2 separate regions of the Oryzias latipes genome follow, and region 1 is linked to region 2. The links are chromatin contacts, called in public Hi-C maps. All regions are on one chromosome and are shown on one strand. Each heading gives the region's core, a stretch centred on a gene start, on an enhancer-like site or on the middle of the called end of the contact. The rest is flanking DNA. Distances are from core to core; before and after follow the strand shown.

Region 1 (3,326 bases), core at 300-2,799, 260 kb after region 2:
ATGTCCACCACTCTCCACCTCACTGCCACATCTAGAGAGGAAAAACACCTATGCTAGAGTCCTCTTCATCAACTTCAGCTCGGCTTTTAACACCATCATTCCACAGCAGTTGGTGGAGAAGCTGAGGCTACTAGGCGTGGACACGGCAATCTGCAACTGGACACTCAGCTTCCTGACAGACCGGCTGCAGACAGTCAAGATCGGCAGACACACATCAAGGCCCATCTCGCATAGCAAGGGGCACACCACAGGGGTGTGTCCTGAATCCACTGCTGTTCAGTCTGCTCACGCATGATTGCGCAGCTCGATACAACACCAACCACATTGTCAAATTCGCAGATGACACAACAGTGATTGAGCTCATAAGCGACAATGATGAGTCTGCTTACAGAATGGAGGTGGAGCAGCTAGCAGTGTGGTGTACATCCCATAACCTCCAGATCAACATGGACAAAACAAATGAAATGGTGATCGACTTCAGGACATCTGGCAATCACCACACTCATCTGACCATAAACGGTCCTGGAGAAGGTCGACAGCATCAAGTTCCTGGGGGTGCACCTCACTAATGACTTGTCCACCTCCACCAACTCCACAATGGTCATCAGAAAAGCACAGAAGCGTCTCCATTCCCTCCGAAGCCTCAAAAAGCCTGGAATTCCAACACTTCACCTCATCACCTTCTACAAGGGCACCATTGAGGACATCCTGACACAGAGCTTTACTACTATGGGCGCCCCATATACAACCTGGTTTGGCAGCTGCAAGGTTCAGGACAAACAACGGCTCAGCAAGATTGTCAGGACAGCAAGCAAGATTGTTGGTGCCCCTCTCCTGGAGGAGCTATACCAGTGGCACTGCCCACGCAGAGCAACCTCCATAATTAGGGACCCCCAGCACTCCTCTCATGGACTGTTCTCCCTCATGCCATCTGGGAGGAGGTTCAGGAGTATCAGTTTCAGATGGACTGTCCTCCTCATGTCTACATGATCTCACAAACTCTACTCTGCAATAAGACCCAAAGGATCACCCCCAACCCCCAAACAACACTACATGGATACAGACTCTAACACCCCCCCACCCCCACCCCTATAAACAAGACTTTTGCTAAATGCACAGTCACTGTAATCACACTGAACGCTGGTCTCTAATTTATTTTATTTTATTTTAATCTTATTTTATTGTTATTTTTATTCGTTGATTGTTATTTTATTGCTTGCTTATTTGCACTGTCATGCTAGTGAGAAATAACATCTCGTCTCACGTGTGTATTTCTCTGCAAATACTATATGTGGAATGACAATAAACCACATCAATCAACAAATGAATTTACTAAAACCGGGTCAAACTTATGAGAAAAAAGTAGAGAGAAAAAACAAAATATCAGTTATTTAAGGGTGAATATTTAGTGTAATTTGTTATTAAGACGATACGTTTCATATTTCATCGCAATTTGGCAATTTAATATTTAAAGAGTTCTTATATCTCGCTCACAGGATGTTTGAGGGCGTTTCCGGGAACAATGACGTAACCGCGACAAATAAAAACGTAACGGAAAGCGTGCGCGCACCGCCCAGGGACGATGGACCGCACGCGCTCTGAGTCTGGCATAATGGAGGACAGATAGGGAACAATCTCAATAGCAGCTCCTTAACTGTTGATCCGAATTTAGTTTTCGTCCCGGGCTCTTCGGTTATTTGGACTCGACAACAGCTCGCTTGGACCGAACCGGGCCCCGGACTCCCAACAAAATGCCGAACATCAAGATTTTTAGTGGCAGCTCACATCCGGATCTGTCTCAGAAAATAGCAGACCGTTTGGGGCTCGAACTCGGGAAGGTTGTAACCAAAAAATTTAGCAACCAAGAAACATGGTAAGCGTTTCGCCGTGGGTTTGACATGAAACGAAGTACTTAAACGCAGGCAACGTGTGGGCTGAAAATGGAAAACGTGGTGTCGCGGTAAAACTGCCGCGCAGTGTCACATGGAAATTGTAGTTTTTACTTTACCTCGTACTAGCTAGTAGTCTAACTTTTTTTTTTAAGTTGTATTGCTTTCCAAAAGTGTTACAATTAATGTAAACCTATCACTGTAGGTTCATGCTTCGTCCATAACTTCATTTTAAACGTTGATCTGACCCGATGATCACATGATGTGGACATGAGCCATTGTTTACTCTGCCTCATCATCATCTATCTCGTAGTTGCCATGCTGCGCAACCTCATGGCTTAAGTGCTGTTTGTCTTGTTACCTTTTTTTGCGACAGCGTGGAGATAGGAGAGAGTGTACGTGGAGAAGATGTCTACATTGTGCAGAGTGGCTGTGGGGAGATAAATGACAATTTGATGGAGCTGTTGATCATGATCAACGCTTGCAAGATTGCCTCAGCCTCCAGGGTCACCGCCGTCATCCCCTGCTTTCCCTATGCCCGGCAAGACAAGAAGGACAAGGTGGGGGTGAGGGATATCTGTCTACTTACTTCTGTCATGCTTTTTTTTGCCATCCAGCGTCATGACAAGAAGCTTGCAGCCATGTTCATCCTAAGCACTCAGTGATCCTGTTTGCTTGTTTCACTATCACTTACCATTCTGGTTTAGGCTGTTACACTAAGTTTTTTCATCTTGGTGCATGAAAGAATGTTGTGCTTGGGTAGCAATCCAACTGTTTGCTGTTAGATGCTGTATTTGGAACATAAAAATAGCTTGCATTTGAAATAAACGAAAACGCTTTAAAGTCTTAGATTATGTACTTCTAGATTCTAGATCGGGGGTCTGCAACCTAAGGCTCCAGAGCCACATATGACTTTTTCGCCCCTCTATAGTGGCTCTCTGGCTAAAGAAAAATAAAAGGATATTAATTTTTAGAAGTAAGGTTTACAAAATTAGCATTGATTTAACAAATACCAAGGAAAACTTTAGCGAAAAGAAAAAAGTTTAACTTTTCCCATCAGGTTATTTTGTGAGTTTAAAGCACATATTATCTTATAATGCTGCACAACAATAGTCAGCTACAAGGCCTGCACAGTATATCACAAATTTAACATTATCGCAACATCAACCTGTGCAATACGCATATCGCAAAAGACGGCGAGAATTGCCATAAGTGGTTACAATAAATGTGCTCAAACAGTCTTATGGCCGCTTGAAGTATTGAACAAATCAAATAAATCCTTTTATGCATTTGACCAATCAGCTGGAGCCCTTCACCTTGTTGACTAATTGGATGGAGCCCTTTAATGTTAGATCTTCGCCTCCTTTGTAGATGAGGGTCATTTGGAGTATTATTTTTAAACATTTGCAGTAAAATGGAAATAATGTTTTTGGTTGT
Region 2 (3,341 bases), core at 636-3,135:
TTGAAGACCTGTAGTGTCTGCATCACGGAATACGCAGAGGGCAACAAGCTTCGCAAGCTCCCATGCTCTCATGAATATCACGTGCACTGCATAGATCGCTGGCTCTCTGAAAACTCCACCTGCCCCATCTGCCGCCGGGCCGTCCTGGTGTCAGCCAACCGAGAAAGTGTGGTCTAACTGAAGAACTGCTCCTGTTTTTTTGTTTTTCTCAACCTGTTATAAAATGTTCAATACACATTTCTTCAATGTTTGACTATATTCCTTTATATCAGTCAACTAATCATAAGGTCAGCCTTTTTTTTGGTACTAAGTATCAAGACAGGAAGTCTTTTTTTTTTTTTTTTTTTAAAGTCAAGTGTTTTTAGTTTTGAGTTAAACACATTCTGGTCATCACACCATGCACAAAAGCAGAACCAGTATCCCATAATTGACCCTCTGTTCAGAAGTGCTGCTCGCCTACAACTAATTTACACATGCAATATTTTAATTTTGTATTTAATCTCCAATTTTACCTTAATGATTTGAATGTTGGCGCAATTTTCCCAGGTCAGAATGGAAGCTGTAAATAAGCTTGTACAAAAACGGTTTGAACCCTGCTTTGCATCACTCGGTTTGGGAATGTGAATGGTCTCGTGCTGCAGGGAAAGCCTCTGACTGATTGAATCCGATGGTGTCGAAGTATGTAGCACAGTCTGTGTAGAGGTTTTCCAAACGCTGTGGGATGAACTGATCATTTGTAAACTCCCTCCTCCCTTTCCAAACCCTTCTCTCCTTATCCGTCAGGGGAAAACAAATCCGGTTTTCAATTCCTTTCAATTGTCTTGTTCACAACAAGGATACAAAAGAAATAAAAGATGTTTCAATATTGGTAAAGCGTGTTGCTATCAAGTTTGGGATTTCCCTACTTGGTCATATATTAACTTGCATGATAATAGAAAGTAAATAGTGGCTTTTGTGCCCCAGATCATAAACAGCTATTTCCACCTTTGTGAATTTAATCTTTTAGCTGCTGGCAATTGAAGAAATGTTCATTTAACTCTTATAAAGACCAGGACTGAGTCAATCTAGTTTGATCTTAATTGTACAAATTCCTGCTTTATGTATTATTCAAAAATGTTTGACTGTCACATTTGTACACTTTGATTATTTTTATTTTATTTTGCTTATATTCTTCAGTATAAAGACATTTGCTCATGGTGGCCGTTTGAATGCTTCATGAGCAAATGCTACCAACTTGTGTGCAATACAAGACAGGAAAGTACAAACCACAATATAAATATGTATACTGTTGTTTAAAAAAAAAAACTTGTGTATGACTAAAACCTTAAACGAAGACTTATTTTGTCTTTTACAGTATGTGTTTAGTTTTTCTTAGACTTTTTCAGACTTTATTAGCCCAGTGGATTAACTGGCTAAAAAAAATAATAATAAAAAAGGAAAGATATCAATGACACCTTTCATTTTTTCTGTTTTTGATGTTTTAGACACATTTATTATTTCCCTTTTTTGGGACATAATGTTTGAATGCAGGATTTTGCTGAGTATATATATAAAAAAAAAACATGTTATTGAAATGTATGTTTTCACTTGGGTCAAGTTTAGGTTTGACCTTGTTCTGTGTCCCACCCAGTGCAGTATGTTAACTGGGATTCAAATGAAACTAATCGCTGAATTAAACATGTTGCTATGCTTTGAAATAACTCTACAGGTATGCAGTCTTTCTTTTTCATTTCATAGCTTAGTTTATGGGATTACAGTTTTTCATTTTTGTTTAAAAAGATTAATCTGGTAATAGTAAGGGTAATGGAAAAGCAGTTTCTGTTTACCCGGTACCCATCAGCTGCAAGAATGTTATTCACTACATATCCCAGAATGCAATCGACTCCTGAGTGAAATACTTAAGTAATGGCTTCATTTATAGTGTATTTATATAAGTCTAATTCATTTTACACTTGTAGTTTTTCATTTTTTTAAACGTTTAGATAAAACTTTGAGTTACAAGAAGACGAAAAAAAAAAGATGCGTGTTAAGCTAACCCTGGCCTAGCTCGGTTGCTTAGCAGGCAGAAAAGAAACACGGAAGTCAGAGCCAGACTACAGCACTCTGCCGCAAGAATGGCGCTCCGGACAGCTGCAAGCAATTTGTCGCATTTTTACAGAAACGTTTTGCAGGTTACTAATCTAATCTTCTCATTTTTTCATCTAACAATTGTATTTCCGCTTGTTTTATTTCAACATCGAAGTGTTTCTAGTGTGCTTTTGCATGAAGATGATTAAAGCGAGACAACAGTTGAAAGTTGTTACAGACAACTTTAGTTTTAAAACTAACTAAATAAATATTAGTAAAAAACAAAAACAAAAAACGTTTAGTTATTTATTCAGAAGCGACCTTTGTCTTAGGTTAATGGAACGTGGCGCACATTCGCCACAGAGTGTCGCTGTTGAGCTTAAACTTCAGAGCAACGCTTCCAATTCAATCAATGAGTTTGTTTTGAGCGTATTTGTCGTGTTTTGTGTAGGTTGTTCCTATTCAGGCCCATCGATTTGTGAGATTCAAATCAAAGAGTCCGGTTAAAGTGAGTCACGTGGATCATTTGGTGTTAACGGTGAAAAGCATCCCCAAGACTATCAACTTTTATACCTCAGTCCTGGGCATGGAAGAAGTCACCTTCAAGGTATGTTTAGCTAAAGATCAGTCAGATAATTTGACATTCGTTGTGTTTTATTTATTTTACCAATCTATTATTTTTATGAGGAGAACTGCTTTGTCTTAAAGAAAATGTCAGAAGTGACCACTAGATGGCAGGCTTTGACAGCACATCAGCTGCAGCCAATATTAGACCCTCTATATTTTATTTTTTCTTTTATTTTTTAATTCTCAGGGAAACCGCAAAGCTCTTAGTTTTGGGCAGCAGAAGTTCAACCTTCACCAGTTGGGTCAAGAATTTGAACCAAAAGCAAAGCAACCAACTGCAGGCTCAGCCGACCTTTGCCTAATCACCACAACCCCTCTGACTGCAGTAGCTGCTCATCTGAAGGTGCTTTTTGACGACTTTATCAATTTATCAGTTTGGGTTTAAAAACGTACGCACAAAAGCGAAACAAGTTAAACTTTTCTCTCCCCCCTTTATTTTTTATTTTTATTTTTGTCTTTTCCAGACGTGTGGAGTTGAGATCGAAGAGGGTCCTGTCGAGAGGAGTGGGGCGGTGGGAGCCATCACTTCTCTGTATTTCCGAGATCCTGACAGTAATCTCATTGAAGTTTCAAACTACAACCAGCCCATTAAGGACAGTTCTTAATGACCATGCTTCTAATCAAAAACACAACATAGTTTTCTTGCA

Evidence for each region. Hi-C and Micro-C count contacts between places; a contact is called where the count stands out from the background.
Region 1: a Hi-C map of embryo shows a contact between it and region 2, with 2.3 times the contacts expected there. The contact joins the promoter of prps1 here to the promoter of glod5 in region 2. A contact is called at or near these places in 2 of 5 Hi-C or Micro-C datasets (embryo and fibroblasts).

The regions. Positions count from the first base shown.
Region 1 is chr10:18,218,321-18,221,646 of ASM223467v1, forward strand. prps1 (ribose-phosphate pyrophosphokinase 1) reads left to right here and starts at 1,550. Exons shown (of 7, transcript XM_011480298.3): 1 at 1,550-1,873; 2 at 2,266-2,455. The coding sequence starts at 1,752.
Region 2 is chr10:17,958,853-17,962,193 of ASM223467v1, forward strand. glod5 (glyoxalase domain-containing protein 5) reads left to right here and starts at 1,886. Exons shown (of 4, transcript XM_004073349.3): 1 at 1,886-2,171; 2 at 2,519-2,674; 3 at 2,882-3,037; 4 at 3,159-3,341. The coding sequence starts at 2,115. The coding sequence ends at 3,299. It overlaps rlim (E3 ubiquitin-protein ligase RLIM), which reads left to right. Exons shown (of 4, transcript XM_023959254.1): 4 at 1-1,701. The coding sequence ends at 177.